Regions from separate parts of the Zea mays genome. Here region 1 is linked to region 2. Evidence: chromatin contacts called from public Hi-C data. All regions are on one chromosome and are shown on one strand. Each heading gives the region's core, a stretch centred on a gene start, on an enhancer-like site or on the middle of the called end of the contact. The rest is flanking DNA. Distances are from core to core; before and after follow the strand shown. Region 1 holds the start of LOC100194025 (F-box family member). Region 2 has its middle 26 kb from the start of LOC100283886.

Region 1 (3,541 bases), core at 258-2,757, 120 kb before region 2:
CCTCAGGTAAAGCTTCTTCAAGCTTGGGCAGAACTTGGCAATAGAAGCGAGCGCAAGATCAGTGACTCCAGGGCAAGAGGTAACACTCATGCACCTGAGATTCTGCAGGCCAGCAGCATTAGCCATCACCCAGAAACCCCTCTCACCAACAGTAGCAAGACGAGTAAGTGAAAGGTCAGTGATGGCCTTCCCGTAGTATCCAATCACAGCAAGTGAAGCATCAGTTATGTTCAGTCCCTGGAGCCGGATCTTAGCAAGCGAAGCAGTGGCAGAGCACACCAGGCTGGAGATGCCTTGGTCACCAACAAGAGGACAGTTCTTGATGTTCACAGCTTGCAGTTTCATGCAGCTGCGGCCAATTGCCCTCAAGCCCTCATCGCCAACACTAGAGCATGCCTCGATGGTCAGAGACACCAAGTCGGGGCACCCCTGCGCAAAAGCGGCGAGGCCCTTGTCTGTGATGAGGGGGCATCGAGAAATATCCAGACGCTCCAGCAAGGGGCACCCGGCGGCGATCTCCACAAGTCCAGCGTCGGTGATAAGAGGCACGTCCCAGAGCGCGAGCGAGCTGAGGTTGGGGCTGCCGCGTGCAACCGCCGAGAGTCCTTGGTCTGTGACGCCACGGGCCGGGTGGCTTCCACGGACGGAGAGCTTCTCCAGCCCGCCACAGGATCCGGCGACGACGGCCATGGCGGCCAGGCGGACGTCGGTGGCCTCCTTGCCCTCGAGGACCCTGTCAACGCACCGATCCGCGGGGACCTCCTCCTTATCCTCCTCCATGACGAACTCCTCGTTCAGGTCCGGCAGCGACGGGGTGTCCGCCGCCGCGGCGGCCTGGCCGAACTCGGAGACCCGGATGCTGCCGAGGAGCGCGAGCCAGCGGCGGGAGACGCAGGCAGCGGCGCCGCGACGGCCGGGCACGCGGCGCAGGATCTCGAAGAGGCACTCGTCCGGGAGCGCGTCGAGCGACGGAAGCTGCCTCTGCTTCTTGGCCGCCCTCACGCACTCCGCGGCCGCGGCGGCCACAGCGGACGCGGCCACTAGCGTGCGCTTCCGCTGCTGCACGGCGCCGCGGCAGAAGAGTCCGGCCAGCTCAGCCGGCGCCGAGACGAGGCACCCGTCATCTGGTCCATCCAAGAAGCAACCAATTAACCATCAGAACGGGATGCCACACGTAATCCCTCCCTCCCAGCGTAAAATCTCAAATCGATCGACAGAGCTCCTAAGAAAAGAAGAATAAAGAGGATGTTTTTCGCCCTCACCTCCGTAAGCGTAGAGCGCAGGCATGTCTCCGAGTCACCCAACACCGAAGCGACCCCTTCCCCTCCCACTCGAATCAAGACCAGAAGAACGAGCACCACCGGATCTGAGGCACCGAAGAGGGCCGGAAGCATTTACAGCCCGCCGGAGCAAGGAAAACGGAACCCTGTCGCCGCCGGCGACAGGGAAAAAAGGAAGCGAAGGAAGGAGGGGGAACCTCGGTGGGGAGAGGGGAGGAGACCGACCTAGGGGAGGAAAAGAAGACGGCGAAGAGATGGGAGAGGAATATAGGGGGTAGAGAGAGAAAAGGGTGGTTGGCAGCTTGGCCCGCTTGCGTGTGGCACTGTGGCCGCGGCCTGGCGGAGCGGATGAATCCGGATCGGGGAAAGGAGAGCGCGCACCCTTGTCCCTTGGTGCGCCCAAGGGACGTGGCGGGGGCCTCGGCGTCGCGTGCCCCTCGACACCCGTGGCGCCAAGTTGCATTGCACCGCACGCGGCGAGCTGGATTCATTGAACCTCCGCGCTGGACAGGTACGGCCGTACGGCGTAGAGCGGGGTCGTTTGGATGGAAGCAGATGAAAGTGGTAATAGAACCGCTAGATAAATTTAATATTTTAAAATAAATATTCATAAAATTTTATGTTGATTTTTATTATACTATCAAGCTCATTATTATAAATAAGAATAAAATATTGTATAAATTGTTTTATGTGTTATTTACTTCCTACAATAAAAATATAAAAAATTTGTCGAATTTGTTTTTAAATCCATACCAAATTTTATTTATACCTATCATTTGAGAAGATATAAGATGAATTTAAGGTTTACCTTTTATAAATCTTTACAATCTCAATGTTAAAAATAAGAATACACATTTATATGGTAGATTTTATATCCTATTTATTTGCAATCAAAGAAAAACGACCAAAAAACTGATTACCGAATAAATATTGTTTCCGATTGTTTTCATCCCTTACTAGATACAGATGTACAGGATGTCTTCATTGGATCATACAAAGCATTATTTTACACTATATATTACATTATTTATAGAGTAAATTTTAAAATGAGAGATATAATAGAAGATATGATAAGTAATCTGCTCGAGACAGTCTAAACACTAATCAAGACTACATCTCTTTTCTTCTCTTCTCTATCTTTACTCCTATAAAGTATCAGTTTTCCTAGTTTTCATTGTCGTCCCTTTAAAAAATATTTATGTTTTTTTTCTAATCTAACTCGCGGTCCACTGTCATCGTGTGTCGTTACCTCCTAGATAAAACAAGAGAAAACACAAAACCCAACATAACGCAAAACTGCACGGAGCGCAGCACTCCTGAATAGTATCATATGTCCACCTCGCTAGATGAAGTAGGACGAACGATCGAGTTAGCTATAAACCTGGTTTCCACTGTCACCCCTTTTGCAAAAAAAGTCATTATACTTCTTTTTAATCTAACCTGGGATCCACGCTCATCGTGTGTTGTCATAAGGCCATGAGAAATCGTCCAAGCACAACACGACATGAAGCCACACGTAGCACAATGCTCTCGGGTAGTACCACCTTACTAGCTGAAGAAGGATAAGCGACCGAGTTAGCTATAAAAAAGGGGCATGTCAGATATTCAACTAATATCTTTCTCGGACTTTTAGCTAAGATAAAGTACAATATTTAATATCTAGTATGTGAGTCATATGTCCACTTTAATTTTAAACTTATTTTTTGTAGGGAGGGTCCACTTTAGTTTTAAATTTTTTTATAGAGAGGGTCCATCACAGTGTGTTGCCATTGTGCCCTCATGTGTTGTACAACCATTGCAATATAACCATTGCAATATATCGCCAAATATGATTGGTGTCGTTGCAAGGTGCATGCATTGTACTAGTGCATGCATTATGAGGGTGTTTGGTTCCCTTAGTCAGCCTTCTAAATTTTAGGTACTAAACTTTAGTCCATAGAATTTCTATTTGTAAAGTCTCATTTAGTCATATTGTTTGCCAGTTTAGCGACTAAAAGTACTAAACTTTAGTTTAGGAGGTGGGAACCAAACACCCTAGGGATAACTTTTTCCAAGAAATCAAATAAGTTAGAAATAATTATATTGATGATGATAAATCCTTTTATCCTAAATAAGTTAATGTATTAAAGTAGGTTAGAGTTACAAAACAAATAGAAACCACCTCATGATTTGGACACATGGATGCTTATTTTCTATGCACTTCTATTCAATGCTAAATCTTTATAAAGTTATTTTCTAATTACTGCTTCTTCTCATATCAG
Region 2 (3,597 bases), core at 496-2,995:
CTTTGCCTCCCTTAGCGTCACTCTTGCTTCGTCACACACACACAGGCCTAGCCTCCGCGCGTGCAGCGAACCTAGCCCCCTCGTCTCCCTCTCATCCGCCTTAAACGTGCGTGCCGCATTAACTGCTTTGTTTAAGAGATAGTGGGGGTTCGTCTAATGGCCTAGTGGATCAATGATTTGCACTTTTATATCGTCCTTGGTTTGATTATTACTGAGACCTTGTTTGGTTTGAGTGACTAAAGGCCATCCATTCTAGTTTCATTTAGTGTATAAATAGTCAAACAGTAGGATTAAAATAGAGACTAAACTGTTTTTATCGCTAGTCCCTTAAATGGTAACCTAAAAGAGGTAAACTATATTAATTCTATCTTTTGCCTCTAATTTATTTCAGTTGCACTGATGGTGAAAGAATGTTAAGAAACATTTTAGTCTTCTTATAAATCATATTAATTTAATACGTTTTGATTGAATACTTGTAGTTACCGCAACAAAACACAGTAGCGACTAAGTTTTAGTCCCTCGACTAAAATTTAGCCCATGTACTAAGGAACCAAAGAGACCCTAAGTGATTAGTGGAGATAAGCTCCATTTGTCGCTGTTGATCTACAACGTTGGGGCACCCTTCCACGTGGACCTCCGCCTACTCTTTGTATTTAGTTGTTATATTACTCTCTCCTAGCTGGGTCCCTAGAATAATGTCATTCATGCGCTTCTCGATGAGTCACTCCATTAATGTAAATCTAGCTAAGGATAGTATATATAAAATACTAATTAATATTTATAGTGTAAATGAAGTATATAGCAAAAAAGAAACATATTTTTAAAAAAAAAAGATAAAAATAATTTACAATTTAAAATAGAGAGGAAGCAGCGGCAGGACTGGAGTATTCTTTCACCAGTTTTGTCCTAACAAAACGCCCCACTTGCGCCGTGCTAATTGCATTTTAAGCAGGCGTGGCTTCTCGGCGACCGGGTCGATGCGTGATTTGCTCCCGAAAACACTTGTTTAACGACGATGAAGTAATCGGTGACCGACTGAAACGGCAGGAAGTTTCCAGCTGCTAGATGGCATCATCCGCATTCGGAATCGTCATCATCATCGTGAACCATGATCGCGCGGAACCGAGTGAAGCGCACCTGGCCATGCCCGTGCCTGCTTTTGCTTTGGAGAGGAGATCTGTCAGGTTCGGCGTTCGGGATTCTTCGGGTGGCCGTCCTGATCCCCGCACATGGGCGTGGGCGTCCGAGAGGCTGGAATGGAAGGGAGCGGCATCTGCCGGAGCCGATTCGATGCCCCGCCTCTGCTGGCGTCGCCGTGTCCAGCGTACGGGCTGATTCGGGGGAGAGAGAGAGAGGGTGGGTCGGTGCACACGGCACAGCACGCACAGCTGATCCTGTGCGCACGGCCGGCCGCTCGAAGGGATGGGACGACCGAACAACCGAGAGGGGGAGCGGGCAAACGGCCGCCCCGCCGCCGCCACCCCGTTCCCATACCGTGCGCACGCACGCGGCCAGTTGCTTGCTCGGTGCGCGCCAGAGTTGATGGGGCGCACATGCCGATGCCGTTGCGGTGTTGGCCGGCCGTCGCCACTCTCCTTTCGCCGTCGCGGTCGTTCCGTTTTCCAGTACTAGTAGGAAGCCAGGAAGGGCAGAGAGCCAGAGACGCAGAGCAAAGGGCATCGGCGCGGGGGGTGTGGGCCGCCCGTGCAGGGCCGGTCGCTCCGACGCCTACGCGGCGCGCCCTGGATCACGCGTCCGCGCACGCGTCGCTGTCGGGCACGCTGCACGCACCAGCCTGCCCCCCTTCCTCAGATGCAGTCCCTCTTTCTAGATTTCCTTTCTGCGATGATGATTTGATTTCCCGAGGATTCCGTTCCGTTCCATCGCGTGTCTCGCGCGCGTGAAGGCACAGCCACCGGCCAGAGTCGCCGGACCCCACCCGGGGTAGCACGCGGCGGGGAAAATTGTCTCGCGCGCGTGAAGGCGCAGCCACCGGCCGGGGTCGCCGGACCCCACCGGGGTAGCCACCGGCCGATCGCGTGGTGTTCGAACCAGAATTGAGCGCCGGACTGTCCGGCCCTGAGGCCGGACGGTCCGCGGTCCGGACGGTCCGCGTCTGTGGGCCAGACGGTCCGCGCGTGCGCAGAACAGATTAGGGTTCCGAGTTTTGTGCTACGGTTGTTAGCTATATTCGCGGGATTAGCTCGGAATCAGTTGTGTAAATGGTCCAGCCCCCCTCCTCTATAAATAGAGAGGTCTACGACCGATTTGTAATCATCAACAATCGAATCAATACAATTTTTATTCGCATTTTATCCTAGGAGTAGTTCTAGTCTAGTTTAGGTTTAGCCACTCGATCCCCAAATTCTCCGTCTCTCCTCGACTCTACGTCGATTAGAGGAGTCTAGGTCGGCCTGCCCGAGCCTAGACACCACCTAGGATCTCTACTCCCCGACGGGGTCCCTCCCGGGAGCGAGATCCAGGCGCCGTCGGCGATCTTCCGCCGTCCCTGCGTACGTGCGGACCGTCCGGCCCCAGGGCGCGGACCGTCCGGCCGTCAGGCAGAAGTACCAGCAGCGCACCAGGCCGCGGACAGTCCGCCCTTGCGCAGAGAGCACCACCGCGCCTCGCACCAGGCCGCGGACCGTCCGGCCCCTGCGCGCGGACCGTCCGCCCCTGTGCAGAGGGCACTGCCACGGTTCTTGTTGAGTGTTTGGCGCTCCGAAAAGGCGTCAACATACTTTTGGCGACTCCGCTGGGGACAAAACATCTAAGCCCATCAAATCGGCCCTCAATGGCCGGTTCAAGGGAAAGCTCTGATATTTCTCCAAGCAACATCATAGAGCTGACTTGGGAAACCTTGCCGGCTGATGAGCAGCTCCAGTTCGAAGAGCACAAGGAGCGGATGATCCAGGAGGCGAAAGCGAAGTTCTTGGCCAACTTCAAAGTGGACAGGAACAACAAGGTCGTCCGACATCGGGCGACGGATCCGGCTTCGCTCCAACCCACGCCAGATATCCCCAATGTAAGTAATACCAACGATCTGCAATCTCTTAGAAATTATGTAGAAGATCAACGTGAACAAATGCAGAACATCATAGGGGGTATGCAAAGCGATCTTAAGAGACTAGTACGTGCATTTGATAAATCTAGTACCGCAAATTTTCCTTCGCACGAGGTTGAGTTAGGAGATAACGCGTGTAACACATCGGCTACAGGTTGTCACGACCAGTCACAACCCCTTTATGGGATGCCGATGGACACATACCCTAAGCAACCGCAAATCGGCAGCAAATCAGCCGATCTGCACATGCCCGGACCGTCCGCACGTGAGCGCGGACCGTCCGGGCCAGCAACAGTCGGGCCTATTTTTAATGAGTTACCTAGATATGCGTCCGAGCCACCACACACGGCACAGAACCCAAACTACCCAGTCGGACCATCCGGGTACAACGACGGACGGTCCGCACATAATCACGGACGGTCCGGGCCAATGACCGGACAGTCCGCACACGACCTTTTTGAGGAGGATTGCTACCTGAATCCTCACCTGTCCCAGCAACACTTCCCATCGCACTATACAATGCATCAACCTAT

Evidence for each region. A called contact is a pair of places that touch in the nucleus more often than the background predicts.
Region 1: a contact with region 2 is called in a Hi-C map of endosperm, with 4 times the contacts expected there. The contact joins the promoter of LOC100194025 here to the enhancer-like site in region 2. A contact is called at or near these places in 7 of 25 Hi-C or Micro-C datasets (bundle sheath, ear, endosperm and 4 more) and 1 of 3 datasets of contacts at active chromatin or transcription factors (leaf).

What each region holds. Positions count from the first base shown.
Region 1 is chr5:118,134,352-118,137,892 of Zm-B73-REFERENCE-NAM-5.0, reverse strand. It overlaps LOC100194025 (F-box family member), which reads right to left and starts at 1,507. Exons shown (of 2, transcript NM_001139088.2): 1 at 1,263-1,507; 2 at 1-1,124. The coding sequence starts at 1,287.
Region 2 is chr5:118,011,124-118,014,720 of Zm-B73-REFERENCE-NAM-5.0, reverse strand. No RefSeq gene overlaps it. Among protein-coding and RNA genes, the nearest start is that of LOC100283886, 26 kb to the right of the region's middle. Within about 2 kb of position 1,745, at least 20 of the 20 cell types and tissues checked have an H3K27ac peak or open chromatin away from gene starts, as enhancers often do. A contact at or near this core is called in bundle sheath, ear, endosperm and 4 more, where this site is marked.